Linked DNA regions of Gasterosteus aculeatus: region 2 is linked to region 1. The links are chromatin contacts, called in public Hi-C maps. All regions are on one chromosome and are shown on one strand. The core of a region is the stretch at or near the end of the contact, and the rest is flanking DNA. Distances in the headings are between cores, read along the strand shown.

Region 1 (3,796 bases), core at 565-3,064:
CCCCCCTCAAACTCCCATTCAGACCCCCGCCCCCCCCCCCCCCCCCCCCCTCGCTCCACGCTGTACAGTCACGTCGCTCTTGGAACTGTTACCCAGCCGCCCGACGGACTCGACCTTTCCTCACATGACATCACGCTGCCTTTTGCCATAAATGAGGACTCAAGGACTCGAGGTGCCAAGTTGTTGTTGTTGTTGTTGTTGTTGTTGGTGGGTTTTTTTTTTCGTTCTTCCTTTTTCGATTTGCCCGACGTTCTTTGGGTTGGTTTTTTATTTGATTCCTTCTTATTTTCCAGGGAGTGTTGAATGGAATTGAACATGTGGTACTATCACGGAGGTGGGGTTATTTTATGAAGGCCTTCATAAAAACCAGGGTAGCGTGTCGAGGTTACAGAGGGGGAACCGGGTTGCACCGACCTGTGTGAATGTAGTTCAACTTAACATTTGTTTTTCCCTTTTATTTATTTATTTTTGCACCTTCGATTGTCTTTTATTTATTTATTTATTTCCCTTTTCCTCGGGTTTAGGTTTGGTACAAAGATTATGAGCTCTTGCATAATCGCTTTTCTATCATGAACCGATTGACGAAAATATAGACTGCTGTATATCTTGTATTGTATTTTATTTACGATGGTACTCTATACAAAGTACATACATATAAGGAGTATATGAAATAATGCCTTTATTGTTCATCCTATATTTTGTGGGAACTGCAATGTTTGGCTCAATCTGTTGAATATTTTGAAGTGAATTTGTGACTTGCTTTGTATGGTGTCTGTATAGAAGCTAAACAAGTCATCATTAAAAAAAAATAAACTGTTGGAAAAAATATAAACCCCAGAGTTGGTTTACTTGAACTCGGACTCTACCTCTTCTCCATTGGTGACTGGACATCTCTCATGTTCTGAGTGAGACCATACACACTCATGTCTGTCTCTACTTGTATCACAGCGCTTGTTTGTGGGGTGGGAAGCTACTTTCATTTTCAATTTCCATATAAAGTAATATTTACCGTCTAACCACTTTTCTCCCCCCACACACACACACACACACAGACAAACAGGCACGGCCTGAAACTTGAAATGTTCTTGTTCATTAACCTGACCTTTGACCTGTTTGACATTTGCAGAAGTGACTTTGTGTCCCAGCAGGTTTCTGCAGGTTCGGAGGAAGCTTCTCAAACCAAAGTCTCCTGTGAAATAACCCGTTTCCCTTCTCTCCCTTCTAACCTGATGTGAAGTGAAATGTGTTCAACCTGCTGCCAGAGCGCTTGTCAGCGCGACTGCAGTTGGTTCTGCAGGTCCACTAAGGGCCCGATCCGGGTCCCCCCCCCCTCCCTCAGGGGGGGGGGGATCCAGGGCTGAGTCATGACTCAATGTGTGGTCGTCCTTGGTCTCCTCTGTGTTGAGATGTGTCTATCGTGGTCTTGGTTTGGTCTCTTGTTCTGTTGCACGTCGGTGTTACTGCTGTTTGTTCCGCTGGTCTGCTTGTCTGTTGATTTACCAGCTTCTTTTTGAGACTTTTATTTTGCAACGTCGAGTTCCTCCACAAATACTGCAAACGCTCACCTCCCCCCTCTCACCCGCAGTCTCTCTCTCTCTCTCTCACCCACACACACACACACACCATCATGCACAAGCACGCACCCACATCTCACCTCACACACACACACACACACACACACACACGCCTCCCACGCCGCTTCGCCGTCGGTTTGCCGCTTCCGTTGCTGACTGACTTTCTTGTTTTCTTGCAGTCACGGAAAGCCAGTGAACAAGCAAAGAGCGTTGAGAGTAAAACAGACAGCATAGGCAGTGGGAGGGCCATACCTATCAAACAGGTAAGCCGTCCTCCTGTGTGTGTGTGTGTGTGTGTGTGTGTGTGTGTGTGAGCTCATGTGACCACTAGATGGCAACGTGATACAACGTATCGGAGCACGCGGCGCCAGTGAGGGTTTACGCGTGAAGATGTAAAGAAAGCGGCTCCCTATTTGTGTAAATCACTCGAGTTAAAAAGACTAAACGGGCTCATTTCTGAACTCTTACGTTCCAGATCAATTGTGACATTGAAGAGTTCGATTGTTGATGAAAATTGATGAAAAGTCATTTGAAAATTAAATTAAATGTGTGTTTTCACTGTGTGTGTGTGTGTGTGTGTGTGTGTGTGTGTGTGTGTGTGTGTGTACACAAACCCTAACCAACGTTAAAAAGCATTTCTTAAGTATATATAATTATTGTCACGTCCATCAGTTCCAATCCTCCTCTCACAATAATCTGGTTTCACCTTTTGTATAAAACCCCTGTGTCATTGTTTTTATTGCTCATTATTGTGCGTTGGTGGTATTTTTGCATAAAAGTTAATTCAGGCAGCTTAAATCCACTTTGACAGCTACGATTAACCTTGAATTAGATTTCCAATAGACATCATTTTTTTAGGTATTTTTGTAATAACGTTGTGCTACAATAAATACATCAGACTCAGTAACTGATTTTATTCAACGTGGTTACAGATTTTTCCCATCTTGAAGAATTTTTGCTGGTATTTTATTTTATTTCTTTAGCACATTTCCCTTGTACGTATTCAAGCTTGAAAAGGAGCAGTTGTTGAGTGTCGAGCGCTGAATCTCACGGCGAGCGAGGATCCTTTCCCGAAGGTCCCACCAAAGAAGTAATTGACACATTGATTAGTAATCACTTGTGATTATATGAGGGCTTTTGAGGGGTCGGCATCACTATCTTATCCTCTTTACCTGCGGAGGATAATGTCCTTTTTGAAAATGTTGAGCCCGACATCCTCATTTCCTTCGGGAGAAAATTGCCACGGCTTCGGGTCCGGTGGAGATTATGGCACTTGTGGCCCTTCCGAGGCTCCTCGTTCAATCAGAAAATCCGCCCGCGAGGAAACCGACGCGGCACCGACCGCCTCGTCAGTCCGCCGCCGATGCCACGCGTGCATTTCACGCCGTCGCAAAATGAAAATGAACAAATTAGTGTGTGATTTCTCTCGCCCGAAGTCAGCTGGGATTTGAAGGTGGACGGACGGTGTTTGATTCGTGACACAGATGATCCTTATTAAGTGCGATTGTCTGAAGCTGCAGGTGAGCAGCAGCTTGTTGGGGGGGTTTTCTCCCGTTTGCTGTAAACTCCCCCCGATGTTATCCGGTACTTTGGGGGCGGGCGGCTTCTCTAAAGTCCAGAGCCAGTTTCCCTGAGCATCATGGCAACTTTTGGCAAGAGCCCACCCCCTCCTTATCTACAAAGGGTTGATTTCTGGGGGCGGGGGGGGGGGGTTAGTGGTGCTAGTAGCTCATCTCCAGGCCGTCAAATGCACAATCAAGGAGATCAAAGTGTCAATGTGGGCTTAATTACCCCCTCAGCCCATCAGGCCAAATTACAGACCCCCTCCCTGCCCCCCCACCTCTCCCCTTTCTGCTCCCACGCCCCTTCCATCTATAAAAATAGTGAGGCAGGATAACAATACAGATCCTCCTCAGTGAGGGCATTCCTGCCCCATCACCAAAGCCAACACACACACACACACACACACACACACACACACCGCCCCCCCCCCAGTCACAAAGGGCGGCCTATCACTCAGCCGCGGCGGCAGATTTTCCCTCTGGTCGTCTGACAAAAGACGGGAACGGCAGCATCTCCTGTGTAGATATGAGTGTTGTGTGACGACGGGCCTGTTTCCTCATGTCGCACACGCTGAACACACTCGTCTCTTTGTGTGTGTGTGTGTGTGTGTGTGTGTGTGTCTGTCCGCGTGTGCGTGTGTGTGCTGAGAGGAAGCACAC
Region 2 (3,525 bases), core at 969-3,468, 51 kb after region 1:
TTTGGTGCACTCTGGCTGGCAGTTTTCACAGGACTCGTGCAGCGCGGTGGTGCCCCCGGGGGCCAGGTCTACATCGGCCCCCCGCTGCAGCAGGAGCCTCAGGCAGTCGGTGAAGCCTCGGCTGGCCGTGATGTGAAGCGGCGTGGTCAGCTCCTGCTCATAACTCAGCGACCAAAGTCCTGCAGAGAGCGAGATGTCAAGTCGACTTTGAGCTCGACCCTTGAGAGCGCTGGAAATAAGCAGATGCGCTGTGCACGTTTTTAATGGTTACATGAGCTAAAGCTTTTTTTGCACTTCCCGTTCCCTGGACTCAAAGTGTTACACCGTTACATACGTCAGAAATCATCCCACTCGTGAATTTTGAAGCATAGTCAACAAGTGGCTAAATTAGACAACGAAACGCCATCACTCCGACTAGTTACCTTTTTACTTCTGCCATGTGTTTTCATGCTTCAAAAATCATTAATGCTTGTTAGCAAAAATTAGCTTGCTGAACAAAACGTTTTAGTATCGTCATCGTGCGATCGGCACAGACCTTCTCTCCGCAATAATCCAACACCGAATGGAAAAATTCCACCGGCTTTTTATCCAGGAAACCTGTGCTCACTCCCGAGTTTGGCCTACAAAATTACGTCATCCATGCAGCACTCTAGAACGCACACAAACCAGAGAGACCGTAAACCGTTTGGCTAAACTTCGGCCAGTTTGATTTAGCTCTGATAAACCCACTCAGGCCCCTGTAGTTAAATCTGAAGTTCTTCCACTCCTCGATGTTGCTGGTGTCGTAAATGGCATCGATGAGGTACTCGTAGTCGTCGTCGTCCACGATGCTGAGAGCCGTCAGCTCATCACCAACAATCAGGGAGTTCCAGAACTGCAGCACGCAACCCGAAGCCTTGGCTGTGGCGATCACATCGCTGCGGTACTTCTTCGGCTTGTGCCACTTTAACGGCGGTGATACGTAGGCCATGCTGGCGCTCACTGGATTGTTTGTTTTTATGGTTTAGCAGGCTGCTTCATCCTGGAGTAAATAACGGCTTGTGATGGTTGTTTGTGCAGACGGGGCTATTTTAGGGAGACGCTATGTGGTATTTTGCTTGACCTGAGGAGCCCTGCCAGTGCAGTGGCATGAGAGCCAATGACTGCGCTGTTTCAGGTCATCTGCCCACTAATTCACTTTGGCCACTGGATACTTTCTCACACTCAAGTAGTTCAGGGGAGATACATCGTTTTTACAATTGAAATGTTTTTTTGCAACATCCAGTGTTGCAAAGGCCCGTTATTATACTTAAACCTTTTTACTATTTTAACTTTTTTTTTTACAGACCATTAATCTGCAGTTACTCAACAATGCAAACCTTGCAATGCAAAACTTAAAGTGTTAGTTAGTTAGTTTTTATGTTTTTGTCTCCGGTCTTCAGTGATGCACCACAACTGACTCCAACTCTTGAGTTTGTTTATGTGGTGGACACATGATGGCAGCTATAAATATCGCCTTGTGCTCTTTTCTATAAATATCCCATCGCTGTGTCTTACATGGCTCAGGAAGCGCCGGTGACATGCGGCTTGCAGTCACATGTTAAAGTTTTAAAGCAGCGATTGACTTTTGTTCATTTTGGATCGCTAATCTCCAGGAAACACAATTAAGAGCCACACTGCTGTGCAAAATCACACATTTTTACCCTACCAGTCAAAAGTTTAGATACACTGAACTTTCTACTGCGGCTGTATTTCTAATGAACAACAAATGTTGTCTCTTACCGTCCCCTGCGGCGACCCAGCGCATGTCCCCTCCCTGTGGCTCGACGATGAGGTTTGCTGTGGATCCTCGGGGAAAGAGGTGCTGCATCGCCTCCAGGTCTCCCGTGTACAGAGCGTTCTGGACGACCGAATCGTGGCAGACAGCTGGTGGCATTAAAGTGCTGGAACTCAGCGGTGCCCTGTCCCTGAGCTCCTTCTTCAGCATATAGCGATTGAAGTGATGGCCGGCCAGCTGTTTCTTGTACTTTTGTCTCTCCAGCACGTCTTCGTCATCTTCGAAAGAGCGCAAGGCCGAGGACGTGAAGACAAAGCTATCTCGTGACATGCTAAGGTCTAAAGAGGATGTGTGGGATTAAATAAGGGACGCCAGCTTAAATAGGCCTGTATCTATGCTTCAGGTGTAGTTTCTTTTTCACCCTGGCTCACGTCCACTATGTGCCTGATGGCTGTGAGTTGCTGTGATATTTTTGGTATGAGACCCTCCCTACAGTGTCACAAGTAACGCTATTTTTATGCCTCACATGCAGACACTTGAGCCTCTCCTTTGCCTCCTGCAAAGTTACAGCCATGAATTGTCTGTCAAGCTGCAGGTATCAATAAACTAGGATACACGCTGTTTTTAGGGGGCGATAGAACATATATTTATGAAATGATGTAGAATCTTTAGACAAGGCTTGATTTCTTCAAAAATATAGATAGCATTACATGTTAAAGTTTGACTTAATATATATATTTTTTTCCCATTACATTTTTGACATTACATATTTAGACTAGATTATGACTTTTTTTGACCTGATATGACTTTTTTTCCATATTTTTTGACCAAACATATTTTGAGTTTTTTTTCAAAACATTTCTTGACCTAATACTTTTTACTTTTATTTCCATATTTTTTGACACAACATATTTTTACTTTTTTCCAAACAACCGAACAAATTTTGACAAAAAAAACATTCTTTTCCATGACATTTTCCAGTGTAACATATTTTGAAATTTTTATTCAACATTTACTTTTTCAATTGATGACATTTTTTAACATTTAAAATAATTGTGACCTAATAATATTTTTTTCCATGATTTTGCCCAACGTATTTGGACTTCTTTTTTTCAAAACATTTATTGGCCTTTTATCTTAAAACTTTTGCCTCCGCTTCACAGAGGAACTTTTTTACAACATTTTTTTGATAGGGTCAAATCCTCACCATGACATTTTTCTTTCAGGAAGAGCAAATGACAATGCCCTCATCGTGTCCCCTTTGCAAAATGTATTTTTCCACTCTGTTTTTTTTTCCGTTCAAGCTGCCTTAATGGATTTTATGTAACCACATGGCTCCCTGCGTTAGAACATTAGGTTGAATGACTGGCGACCGCTGTGTCACTCTGCGCCACGTGTAGCGTTCTGATGGCGGAGGGACGGCGCATAATTAAGCCTGTTAAGCCTACTAGCTTGGCATCTGACAAACATCTCTTTTGACTGATGGACCATCATTTTGCAATGCTGGTAGAAATACTGGTCCTTTAACTCTCCAGAGTGATTCACTTCTCTATTAAAATTTGCTGTATTGGACACACAATGTATAAAATTGTTGATTTTTGAATGTGCGTTCATCCACCTCTGTGTTCGCGTACACCAAAAGGCATGCGAGCGCTGTGGAAAACCAGGTCGGCACCACAGCTGAAGAAATACGTGATATTTATGAAGAGGTGTTACCTTCTTTCCCATTTGAAAACGCAGAAGCATCACTGCCTCTCATCTATACCTTA

Evidence for each region. A called contact is a pair of places that touch in the nucleus more often than the background predicts.
Region 2: a contact with region 1 is called in a Hi-C map of whole body, with 2.4 times the contacts expected there. The contact joins the promoter of asb10 here to the enhancer-like site in region 1. A contact is called at or near these places in 3 of 6 Hi-C or Micro-C datasets (skeletal muscle and whole body).

The regions. Positions count from the first base shown.
Region 1 is chr3:18,037,992-18,041,787 of fGasAcu3.hap1.1, forward strand. agap3 (ArfGAP with GTPase domain, ankyrin repeat and PH domain 3) reads left to right here. Exons shown (of 18, transcript XM_078099935.1): 9 at 1,754-1,837. Among protein-coding and RNA genes, the nearest start is that of LOC120813370, 20 kb to the right of the region's middle. Within about 2 kb of position 1,815, at least 1 of the 9 cell types and tissues checked has open chromatin away from gene starts, as enhancers often do.
Region 2 is chr3:18,088,305-18,091,829 of fGasAcu3.hap1.1, forward strand. asb10 (ankyrin repeat and SOCS box containing 10) reads right to left here and starts at 2,219. Exons shown (of 5, transcript XM_040172263.2): 1 at 1,762-2,219; 2 at 1-179. The coding sequence starts at 2,086.